2 separate regions of the Mus musculus genome follow, and region 1 is linked to region 2. A link is a contact called in public HiChIP or PLAC-seq data. All regions are on one chromosome and are shown on one strand. The core of a region is the stretch at or near the end of the contact, and the rest is flanking DNA. Distances in the headings are between cores, read along the strand shown.

Evidence for each region. HiChIP or PLAC-seq counts read pairs in DNA pulled down with a chosen protein or histone mark.
Region 1: an H3K4me3 HiChIP or PLAC-seq map of bone marrow-derived macrophages shows a contact between it and region 2, with 3 times the contacts expected there. The contact joins the enhancer-like site here to the promoter of Rpp38 in region 2. A contact is called at or near these places in 1 of 39 promoter capture datasets (hippocampal neurons) and 3 of 115 datasets of contacts at active chromatin or transcription factors (CD8 T cells, bone marrow-derived macrophages and memory CD8 T cells).

What each region holds. Positions count from the first base shown.
Region 1 is chr2:3,640,084-3,646,358 of GRCm38.p6, reverse strand. All of the region lies in intron 1 of LOC108168726, which reads right to left. Among named protein-coding and RNA genes, the nearest start is that of Fam107b, 70 kb to the left of the region's middle. Within about 2 kb of position 1,273, at least 18 of the 459 cell types and tissues checked have an H3K27ac peak or open chromatin away from gene starts, as enhancers often do. A contact at or near this core is called in bone marrow-derived macrophages, where this site is marked.
Region 2 is chr2:3,329,263-3,335,916 of GRCm38.p6, reverse strand. It overlaps Rpp38 (ribonuclease P/MRP 38 subunit), which reads left to right and starts at 3,289. Exons shown (of 2, transcript NM_001013376.2): 1 at 3,289-3,390; 2 at 6,044-6,654. The coding sequence starts at 6,054. It also overlaps a transcript of Acbd7 not described here.

The DNA.
Region 1 (6,275 bases), core at 24-2,523, 310 kb before region 2:
CAGCAAGACTAGACAACAACATTGCAGACATCCTCCTGCCTCTGCCTTCCCAGTGCTGAACTAAGAGGCATGCACTGGTGGACTCAGCTCTTTTTATATGGCTGCTGGGAATCTGAACTCTGGTCCTCATGCTTTCCCCACTGAGCCATCTTCCCAGCCCTAAGGATTGATTTTTTTTGTTAATGAAAACAGTCCCAGTCCAGGGCCCACACCATTTCCAAAGGGTCGCTAGACTCCCCCATTGTTCAACTTTAAGACCCATAGAAGAGCATTGGATGGGTAACTTCAGGATACAAGATCCCTGCCCAGTTATCTCAAATTTATGTGTTGTAAGAAATTGGAGTGAAACCTCTTGCCGTTATCTTTCTATAAAGGGTATGAACTAACAATATAGGAAGTGGCATATGAATTATGCAATATAATCCCACCAACGCACAGCAACTCAACACAGCATATGAGTTCTTGTTTCCAAATGCCCAACAGAATTGTACATAATAAAAACAAGATGAGTTATAATATAACCACAGATCTTGCGAGATGCTAATATTATCCAAAGTCATTTCATAGATGAGACAATTCTTTCTCACTTAGTACCCATGAGACTGCTTGCTGTTTCTTGTTTTGTCTTGTTTTTTTTTTTTTTTCAAGACAGGTTTCTCTGTGTAGTTCTGGCTGTCCTGGAACTCTCTCTGTGTAGATCAGGCTGGCCCTTAACTCAGAGATCCACCTGCCTCTGTCTCCCAAGTGTGGGGATTAAAGGCATGTGCTACCCCTGCCTAGCTAGACTGCTTGCTTTTTATCGCTCTGACTTTCAGGAACATGAACAAACACAGCCCTTTCATTTCCCTCTGAACACACTCATTACACCATAATAAATGCCCCTAGCCCAGCTTCTCATTAAAGAAAATTGCTAAGCCCACAAGAATCCAGAGCAGGAGGGATGGCTGCAACCCTCTTGTCTGGGGAGTGCTCAGCACAAGCTAAACAAGCACCTGTCTTCAGTAGCATAGACGATGTTCTATTTAGAGAAAGAAGGCTGTATATTCATGCATCTCTTCTCTTGAGTGTGCCAGTGGCTGGCTTTCCCAGCAATGCTACCATGAAATGACAACAGCTCAATGGGAAGAATGTTGCAGATTTTGCTGCCTGGTATTCAGTGTGTGTCCCAATTCCCTCCTTAAGGGATCCTGTCCAGCTCTGAAGAAGCTGTGGATCCTGTGCCTCCCCTATGACTCAAGCCAAGGTTCAACAATCTATTGAACTCAGATGTCATTGATAGAGTAGCCATGTGATCCAATCAGAGCTAATGAAAAGTAACCAGGCCAGGGGAGGTAGCTCCAAGAGTAAAGTGTTTACTGTACAAAGGTGAGGGCCTGAGTTTGAATCCTGAGAGCCCATGTAAAAGCAAAGTGAGGTTTTGTGTGTGTGTGTGTGTGTGTGTGTGTGTGTGTGTGTGTGTGTGTGTGTAAAACCCCAGTAGATACAAACGAATCCCTGGTGCTAGCCAGCTAGACCAGTGAACAGGAGATCCTGTCTTAAACAATGTGGAAGAAAATTAAGCTTGTCCTTCAGCCTCCACACATATACTGTGGCATATATGACTACACACATTGACACCCAATAAATGCACATAAATCACACACAAATAAACAAAAAACAAACAAACACTATGTTTTTTAAAGTTAAAAGAGCCAAATTTTCTCTGTACTTCTGGAAATGTCTTAGACTTACCCACTGGCCCTGAAAGTGAAGGCCACTGTCCAGGTTGGAGCTGTTATTTATAGTTGCCATCCCATCATATGTATATATGAATATATGAATATTCATGTATATGTATGTATATATACATATATACATATGTATATTCTTTGAGAATTTCATGTGTATACAATGTACTTTGATTGTATCTACTTCCTACCCATCTTACAATTTCTCCCTCCTAGACCCCCTACCACAATATTCGTCTTCCCAATTTCATGTTCTTTTTATAATCAACTGGGTCCAATTAGTTGTGCCCATGGGGCATAGGCATTGAGCCATCTCTGAAGCATGAACACTTTACCAGTGGCCACAGCCTTGAAGAAAACTGACCCTCCCTCCCCCAAGATGCCATCAACAGCCAATTTCACCTCAGCTAGGGGCGGGGCTTTGTGAGTTCCTCCCCCATCCATGCTGGGATTTTGAGTAGCAAATACCCACAGTGTATATGTTTTCCTGCATGAAGTGCCCTGTCATGTCCAAAAGATGCTGTTTCTCAGATGTCCTCTTTCTGCTCCTTCTTCATAACGTCCCTTCTGTGTTCTCTCTTCATAATGTCCCATTGTACCGTCACATGTAGCTGAGACTGAGCCAAGAAATGGAAGGACACCTGCTGACATCAACTGACCTCCCAGTTCAACCATTCCTGAAGCAGGTTCAGGTCAGGGTTACGGGTTGAACATAAAATGCTCTCCATGGTCTGGTGTTTTGAATACTTGTCTCCTCACCCTGGGTAAAAAGGATAGGAGAAAGGACCGTCTGAAACTGTGAACCAGAATGAAGTTTTCAATTAAGTTGTTTCTGTCTGGCATTTGATCATAGTGATCTTGCTTCCTTCCCTTCCTCAAGTATTCATCCCAAGAACAGTCTGAGAAAGAGGACATCTGAGAAACAGCACCCGAATTGTCACCTGCTCCTCTCTACCCACGTGTAATGTGTTAGATTGTTGCTGTGAGGGACACCTAAGAGAGGTCACCTATGGGAGGAATGAGCCATTTGGGTTCACAGTTTTACAGGCTTTAGTCAACCGTCACTGGCTCCATGATTTCTAGGTCTGTGGAAGGGAGGACACCAGGGTAGGAGAGTATGAGGGGAGTCTAGTGTTATGCCATATCCACTGTGCTACCCCATGTCTCTCATCAGAATGCCACTAACATGGACATTTCTCTGTGAATGTACATCGATTGCAGTGAGTACAGCAGAAGGTTCAGGAAAGAGTATTTGGTGCGTGACCTCTAACTTTCTTTGTCCTGTGACTTCCACCCATGTGCCATAGCAGGTGCATACCTGCACATGCACTGTATTGACAGCTATGCTTAGCAAAAATGACTATAGAAGAGAGAACTCTGCAATGGAATGAACTATTGTTCCTCATTTTGGAAGGCTTCTTCAAAGAGAGATAACTGTATCTGGAGGTTTACAGAGCCCCAGGCCAAAAACACAAGACAAATAAATAGCTGTTATCACATGGTAGGACATTCAGGCACAGTTGCATGGTAAGGTTTGACAAATCCTTATGGCTCTTAGTACAAAGTACAAAGTCAAATAAGTAACCATGGCAACCAATGTTTGAATTAAACTAAACTTTCATCAAACTATTTGGGATTGGAGGAGGTAAGACACACTTACATTGTTGACTGTTCACCTGCATGGATGAATCTATAGATTCTATATGTATGTTGCACTCTGGATTATGAGAGAAAACCATGGGTTTTTCAGCTACTTATTATAACTTCTAACCTATCCATTACCCATGTATAAACACATGGACAGATGAAAATGTGAATTAATATTGTTTCAAAGAGGAAAAAGAAAAAGAAACCTTCCCTCTCAGAAATCTTCTTGCCTAACAGTGAAGAGCCAGGAAGCTATGTGTGCACACTGACTTGAGTCTGGAGTTGAGCACAGAGCTTGTCCTGCAAGGCAATATATATACAGTGTGAGAGTTGCATGGCTTAGCTCACTCAGGCTGCTGTAACAAAACACTATGGATTGGGTGGTTCTTACACAAAAGAAATATATTCTCATAGTTCAAGCTCCTGGGCATCCCAAGATGAAAGTAATGGTTTATTCTTTGTCTGGTAAAGACCCACTTCCTAGTTGGTAGATGTCATCTGCTCAGCTCCATCTCTACACGAGAAATGTAATGAGTGAGTTCCTTTGGGCCACTTTCATGACGGCACTAATCCCATTGTGATCACCCCACCCTGTAAGTTAATCTCCTAAACTTACATGTGCCTCACCCCCTAACTTCACCATCTCTTAAATTCACTCTGTGAATTATCATTTTAACATATGGATTTGGGAAAACAAAAACATTCAGACAAAGGATTATGTCAAATATTTCATAAATAATATGTGAATGAGAGAATGAAGACATTGAGGCACCATTTTTGTTCTATCTCCATATTGACTCAAGAGATAATACAATGTACTTATCTGATATTTCTCCATGTATACAATTGATACAATCAATAGTTTATTTGATTCCTTTAGTAACTATGTATGTATGGAAAGTGGAAGTCCCTGCTCCCTAAGTTTGTGCATGAGAGATATGAGTCCCACAGCCACATAATCTGGAAGAAATGCAAGGTCAATCCCTCTACGCACTGTCCATTGAAGGAGGTCAGTGAGGAGTCACAGAGCTGGCTCAACAGGTTAACACGATCAGTGCCATGCCTGATAACTGGAGTTCAATCCCACCATGCTCTACATAGTGGATGGAAAGAAGTAGGTCACTATTCAGTGATCTTCCCAAGTATAAGGTGGTATGGCTGCATCCATGAACACCTCCCACCACACACACACACACACACACACACACACACACACACACACACACACACACACACACACACACCTGCATACAATACACAGATGAATATAATAAAAAATTAACAACAACGACAAAGGAGTATGGTGAGATCGTCTCTATTGTGATTTGGGTATGAAGTATCTCGAAAAGGATTGTTTGTTGAGATTTTTTTTCTGGTCTAGTTGACCTCATTGGGAGCCAATAGAGACACGTGGGTGCATTGATTCACCGATGGGTTAATGATTTGATGGCATTATTGGGAAGTGTGGAAACTTAAATAGACCAGAGGGCATGGGACACTGAGGGTGTGTCCTGCCTGCCCCACCCCCACCTCCCCCACCCCACCCCCAACAGGGCCACCGTGAGGTGAGCTCTTCCATTACACACCTGCCACCAGGATGTTTGATCTTAGCACAGTCCAGCAGCAACAGAGCTAGCACACCAGGAGCCAAAGCAAAGCCTCTGTCCTTTAACACACTCTTCTCAGGCATCTGACAGCAGTGAGGCAGCTGACACCGCTTGCTATTGGTTCCTGTCATGTCAGCATGGAGAGTTCAGAAAGTAAGCCAAAGGGTATTGCCAGCTGCCTCAAACTTCCCCAGGGTGAGCACTCTCTCGAGGCTTTCCTAAGACTCTTAAAGATGATCCCAGACTGCTGCGTGCCACACCCTGCCCAGTCTCCCATTCAGAACTCAGTGCAAACCCTGTCATTTGCAGAAGCTGGAGTTATATCTGTCAGTAGGAGTCCCAGCCACAAGCAATAACACCCAAAACAACAGTGTTTGGTTTCTGACAGACTCTTCCAGAATAAATGAAACCTCATGGTGATTAGTTTTCCTTTAAACCTGAATTGTTCCAGCTCTTACTGAAGTTGAAGTTGTGGTGAAGTTCAGACTCCAGGTCTGGCACCCAAATACATGTCCTGAGTTTCAGTTGATAGGAAGTACAATTTGTAAATTGTCTACATGAATTTAAAGTATGATCTGAATTCATCCTGGAAGAAATCCTTAATTAAGATTCTCCAATGCCAATGCCAGTACTAGAGACGCTGGACAAGGAGGCAGAGTCTATTGTTTCCTGCCTACCCCAACACACAGGATCTTTGCTAAGCATACATCTTAAGTCAACTTGTAAGGCAATGTTATCTTGTATTTTAATTTAAAATCTGTTCTTTTAAAGACTTATTTTATTTCCTGCGTGAGTGTTTGAGGTACAAGTATAGATGCGCACCATGAGTATGCCTGGTGCCTATAGAGATCAGAAGAAGGCATCAGATTCCCTACAACCAGAATTATGGCTGGTCCTGAGGCACTGTAAGGTGCTGGGAATCCAACCCAAGTCCTCTGAAAAAGCAACAGGGGCTTTTAACTGCCGAGACATCTATTTGCCTCAACAATATTATTTTTAATGTAATTAATGTAATTTAACGTGATAGCTCTCTTAATTGCCTAATAACCATGTCGTGTAACTTGGGAATTTGCAAGAATTTAGAGTTTTGTGCTCATGACACCTGGTGAAGGTTCCCGGGATTTTAAGGCATCAATCAAATAAATGATGTATGTCCCACTAATCTTTATCAACGTTTTGTTTTATTATATCATATTTTATTGAGTTCTTGAGGTGGAGTCTTTGCATAGCCCAGGCTGGCCTGGAACTCACAATCCTCCTGCCTTAGCCTCATAAGTGCTGAGAGTACAGGCCT
Region 2 (6,654 bases), core at 2,040-4,539:
TTTCCTTGCCTCTCCATTCTACCTCTGGGTGTAGCGGTGTTAACTATAGCACTGTATGTGCTGAAGTTCTTCAGAGTTGTTCCTTAACCCAGAGAGAATACACATAACACCTGTCACCTGACCTCAGGGATGGCCGATAGCGTCTCTCGGGAATTCGAGACATGGTGTTGGTTTTGTGCTTACATGACTATACACAAATGTTCTGAACCTTACCAGGCGCCTTTTCTCCTTACTGATCTGATCTATGGAAGGGTGGCACTGCTACCCACTGTTGCCTGGGGTGGCCCGAGTGCTCAAGACACCTCCCATTCATATTGCTGCCCTGGACACAGATGTGGCTATAGACACTCCAATGGCACAGACTCGAAGCCTGTGCTTTGACTTGGTATCTCGTTACTAAAGTCCATTCCCAGTTAAGTGACTTTTAAATGTTGGACTGATTGTAGACATGCAGGAAAGGCCATAATGAAGTGGATATTTTGGACAATTACTATACACTAATTAAAAAACTAAAAATAATCGTTATTAACAGTATGTTTGTAGACTCCACAAAACCACAATAGCATACAATGCTGGGCAAAGCTCAGAATTCCATGCAAGCAAGAAGAATCTAGTGTTCAATTCTTGAACATTTTGTTGACAGACTGTATTGTCAGCTCTAATGCTACGATTTCTGACTCAGACTCTTAAGCTAATGTTATATTGTTGTATCCTTTAAATCCAGCAGTTCAAGAATTAAGACAAAAAGAATACTTTCATAAACCTTCTAAGTTATTAAAATATTTTGAGATATTTATAAAATTAACTATGATCATAAATGGTACATTTATAAACTGTTTATTCACAAACATAACTTATTTACAATGTAAAATAAAAGCTATCATTGAAAAGTAAATTGACCATTTAGTGTATATATAGACTACCAAATGCATAGTAATTTAGGGAACTATGGGAAGCATATATTTGTTAAAAAAAAAAACCTGAACATAAACTGATTAAACATAATCATAAACATAAATTGATGTAAATAAAAATAAAATAAATAAATAAATAATAAAATAAAAATAATAAAATAAAAATAATAAAATAAAAATTAAAAACTGAATTGATGTAAAATAAGAGCTATAATTGAAAAGTAAATTGACCATTTGGTTTGGTGTGTGTGTGTATATATATATATATATATATATATATATATACATACATATACACATATACTACTTAGGAAACTACAGGAAGCATATGTTTGCAGAAAAAAATATGAACATAAACTAAAGTTGTGCTACACAAATGGAAAGAAATTACCTTTGAGATATATTCTTTTGGGTAAAATCCTTGTGGAAAGATTGCTAAATTCTCAAATAGAAAACAAGGCCCAAAATAGTAGCGGCTATATATAATTTGTATTAACTTAATTCTGCCACAGCTGTCACTGGGTCATAGTGGTTCCATTTGTCAGACATGTACCATGTGGCAGGCACTGTGGTAAGCATCTTACACAGAATATTCTTCTAATCCTCAGAATAGGCACTATTTTTATCATTTCATAGTTGGCTAATTAACTTGCCTGAGGTGTAGGGACACTAGTTAGTGGGAAGGCTAGGGTGTCAACATAGCAGCCTGGCGGCAGAGGCTTGTAATGTAAGAGCTGGAACTTTGGTGGGACAACACTCATAGCCATTACCTTTTTACTTCTTTATCTTGCCCCTCTTTCTGCCTTTTTTTATTTTTATTTATTTATTTATTTATTTATTTATTTATTTTTCTGTTATGGTGTGTGCAAGTTCTGGCCCCGAAGGCCCAGTCTGCAGCCTCCTGTCTCAGTCTTCCACGAGCCAGGATTTTATGTGAACCTTTAGTATTTCAATTCTACCATCGCGATTTGTCTTTAGCGCTACATGACTGCGGGTAATAGTAAAGGACGTCTTATATGGCACAGTCAAAACTCGACCGAACTTAATCTAGTTCATCTACTTGTGATAGAAACCACAGCACGCTTTTCCTGTAAAAACTTCAACAATCTTTGACCACAAGCAACAGTGTTTGTTCTGTTTAAATGTTCAATAGGTGGTGAATAATGGAAACGTAGAAGCTAGATCCTATATGTTAGTCTAAAATGAGCAATGAAAACACCGAGAAAAAAGAGGAAGATAAAGAGAAGGACCTGAATCCTCCCAAATTCATAAGAACAGAAAGTAATTCCTGTCAAGTAATTTTTATTTATTTATTTATTTATTTATTTATTTATTTATTTAATGTATGTGAGTACATTGTTGCTGTCTTCAGACACACCAGAAGAGGGCATTGGATCCCATTACAGATGGTTGTGAGCTGGGACTTGAACTCAGGACCTCTGAAAGAGCAGTCAGTGCTCTTACCCGCTGAGCCATCTCTCCTGCCTTTTTTTTTTGTTTGTTTTGTTTTGTTTTTTGTTTTTTTGAGACAGGGTTTCTCTGTATAGTCCTGGATGTCCTGGAACTCACTTTGTAGACCAGGCTGGCCTCGAACTCAGAAATCCGCCTGCCTCCCGAGTACTGGGATTAAAGGCGTGCGTAATTTTTAATCTTTAGTACATTATTCCACTGCTTACCAGTTGTAACTTTCCAGTGATTTTGTTTCATAACCTTTCTTATTTTTTGTCTCCGTTTGTCAGAAGGCACAACAGCTATTGCCGGAGTACTCTGGAGTACTGCTGTGGAACTAAATGCAGCCCCTATTTTCCTTTCAGTGTGCCCAAGATTCTACACATAATCTCTAAGTACATGCAACCCTATAACCCCTATTTATTTGATTTTCGTGGCAGAACACGAGCTCCGCCTACCTGCCTCTGCATTACGTCACTCCCAGTCAGGGGCGTCAGGCGTGGTGTGTGGACTAAACCTGGCACAGCACTGCGCAGGCGTGTATTCTGTCTCGCGAGAGTCTGTGGTTGCTGTAGTAACCAGCCTCTCCCAGGGACGCGTGCAGGGGAATGGGTGGCTATAAGGGCTGGAGTTTTGTATCCCCAGAACAAAAAGAGACAGCAAGGCAGAAGCAACTGGGCTAAAAATGGAGAGCCAAAAGGAGAGACGAACCTCTCACAGAACCGAGCTGTTCCGCATCGTCATTTTGGACGACCAGTCAGAAGGGAGAGGCTGGTTACTACAGCAACCACAGACTCTCGCGAGACAGAATACACGCCTGCGCAGTGCTGTGCCAGGTTTAGTCCACACACCACGCCTGACGTCCCTGACTGGGAGTGACGTAATGCAGAGGCAGGTAGGCGGAGCTCGTGTTCTGCGCACGCTCAGTGCAGGCGCACGTGGAGCGGGCGCAGTGGTTCCTGGTAGTGACCGAGTTGCTGTAGTGAAGCGATCCGTCACGTGGTCTCCGCGGGGCGCTTCTGCTCAGGTGGGCGCGTGCGTGCCTGTGGCTCGAGTCCCGGCCCGTGGGCACCCGGGTCACCGCGGGGTGGGGGTCATCCAGAGCCCGCTCTCCCTGAGGTTCTTTCCGGCTGGTCTCAGCCGATCCCTGCCTTCGGGGGTTTCCTTCCGTCGTGTTGTGTGATGCGGGTACCCCTTCGTCCTCCCGAGACCGCGGGAGCTTCTCTGCTGCTGACAGCCTTTCTAGGGTCTCTTCCCAAATCAAGGTCTCTGTGACGCGATTCTAATCGCGCCGCCCTTCTTGAAAGGCTCTAGAGTCACCATCTTGTCCTTACCCAGTATCTTCAACTCCAGCATCTCTGTTCGGGCGATACTGAACTTTAATGTTCTTCTGTAATCCCTCACTGCCCGCTTCCTTCTTGGGCTATCTAAAGAATTCCTTCAAAGGAGGAATATTTTAGATTGCGGTTGGTTAATGGTCGTTTTCTCCAGAGACTTCAACTAAGGCCTGTTCCTCAAGATAACCTCACTACTCTGGCTTTAGAGTGAGCCGTTTTTATTACTCGCAGAAGCTTTTTGCTTTGCCCAATGCCTAATGGCCTGCAACAGCAAGGATAATTCATAATAATTTGATAGAAAAAAATGTATGTAAGTGCTCTACCAGGCACAGTGTACGTTGAATAAGGACATGAGAAACCAGAGGCCTCATTAAATAGCCAGAATCTGTAATATGGGTGATGAGTGAAAGGAGAAATGCTTGAGAAATGGGAGTAAACATTTTGAGTTTGTAATTGGTCCTGTAGGCAGTAGCAGCTTGCAGACATAGTTGGCAAGGTACTTGATCAAGCTCTGTGAACCTGTTAATATTCAGCATTTTAAAAATTAGTATTGCATGGCGGTCATCTTATGTAGGCTTGGTTCTTTTTTTCATCTCCCCTTCCAGGTTTTTGTGAATCAGAGACATACATCCCAATCTTGCAATCCCTTGGTTGCAGAGCATCTGTGAGTGTCCCCCATGCTAGGCAGGGACAGTAGCTGACTTGCAGTTTGGCAAGCGTTGTGGTGGGACCATTTGTCCCTTGCTTCCTGGTCATTTTACTCAAAGCTAGCTACCAGCTGCTGGTCACCTCGATAGATTTGGACGACCTGTTCTTGAATCTCTTAGCTTGTGAGGAGCATGCAGCTCATGGGGATTGATGGAAGCAGTTATTATGGAAGCAGCTATAGCCAGTGTCTGTAGCAGTGGGCAGCACTGACAGAATCAAGATTGCAGCTCTTACTGGGAGTGAGTGCAACACCATCTCCAAAGGCCGTGCAGTCTGGAGATGCCACCTGCCTCACATCAACATCTCCAAATGTTGGGCAGCTTTTTACCAGCACCTGTGGCACAGTTGACTCCCAGAAATTCCAGCTCAGTAAGCTCTAGGGTGAGTCAGCCATCTGATGGTTCTTAAAAACCACAGGTTATTTCTAAGATAGATCCATGATTAAAAGAAGTCTTTAGAAAAACTAGCTGTGAGTTGTACAGTGAGTCTGCTTCCTAATCCATGCCAGGGAACTCTGTAAGTTTGTTAGGAACAAGATGCGTGGAGAAAGTGCCCTGAATTAGAGGAACCTTAAGCAGGGGGGACTTATTTGAAGTTTGTCAACTGGGTCTTCATAGTTCTCAGATGAACTCTAAGAAGGAGACAACTGAGAGCAGAGGTATACAGTTGCCTTTGGGAAGGATAAACAGGGTTTAAATGAATGAATGCCCGACAAGAGAGCAGTTAACGTCCTAACTTGTCTGTAAGGTTAATTATTATAGGAAGAACAAATAACAGTGTTTTGTTTCGGATTTGCTTTTGGAAGGAGCGCAGCCCATTTACTTCTCCCTAATGGATTAATCTCTGAATTTCATATTTTTTTTATTTTTCATGAAATTGCCCGCCAAAGCAGTCATCTTATAATCATGTGAGAGGGAAAATATGGGCCTGCATGTTTCAAATGTTTTAGGGACTTGGGAATCATGAGAGGAGGGAGACTTAAAGTTTTAGCCATGGACAGATTACTACGGTTTTGCTTCTTAAAATCTGACCTGGTTCATTATGAACTTCAGAGACTACAGAAGGTTAAGCTCTGTGTGGGCAGACACAGGGGCTTCAGAGCCCACCAGCATCTGTGTCTGGAACACCATCTGCCCACTGCAGTAACTCAGTAAGTATGCTTATAAATGAATGAATGAGGGGTTGGCAAGATGTTTCAGAGGGAAGAGGCATTTACTACCAAGCCTGTGACTTGAGTTCATTCCCTTGAGACTCACATGGAGAAAACCATTTTAATAGAGCTGTCCTCTGACCACATGTGCTATGACCCCAAACCTAATAAATGTCTTTAACATTTTTAAAATAAATGAGTGGAATTCCAATTAGAGTTTGGAAGATGCTCACAAATCTGTAAGATTAACACCAGTCACTCTCACATTGCCTGTTGAGCATCATGAAAAAATAGGGAGAATTAAGTCTTCCTTGTGCCACAGAAATTCTCTGACTGGTTATCTAGTTGGGCCCATATAATTAGACTTGCTGTAGCATATCAGCCTGGAATAAAAAACAAAACAACAGAGACTGGAGACTATAACCAAAATGTTCTCAAGACATGCATTGCTGACAGGAGTTTCATCATTTTGTTTCTTTCCAAAGGGTTTTCAAGATGGCTGCAGCCCCTCAGGCACCAAAGAGGGGATCTATTCGGAAGACTAGACCTCTGGTTGTAAAAACATCACTAAACAACCCTTATGTTATTTCCTGGAGCACCTTGGAGAGAGAAGACATACACTTTATATTACAGACTCTCGAAGCCAAGTTTAAATTGATTGGACTTCAGAAAATTGAAGATAAGAAGAAAAGGAAAAAAACAGCTCTTATGAAAAAGCAAAGTTGCCGGCCAGATATTGAGATTAGCGAGGATCCAAAAGAGCCTGATGGGGATGTGCTGGTGTCAGGGTGGACACCTGTACACGTCAGGAAACAGCTGGTCATTGGTGTTAATGAAGTCACCAGAGCTCTGGAGAGGAATGAACTGCTCCTGGTTCTAGTGTGTAAGTCAGTCAAGCCTGCCATCATCACCTCACACCTGATTCAGCTGAGTCTAAGCAGAACTGTTCCTGCCTGTCAGGTACCTCAGCTCAGCGAGAGAATTGCTCCTGTCATTGGCTTAAAATGTGTGCTAGCCTTGGGTTTCAGAAAGAACACCAGGGACTTTGCTGATGAAGTAGAAGCCATCATTCCCAGGGTGCCCAGCTTAAACGTGC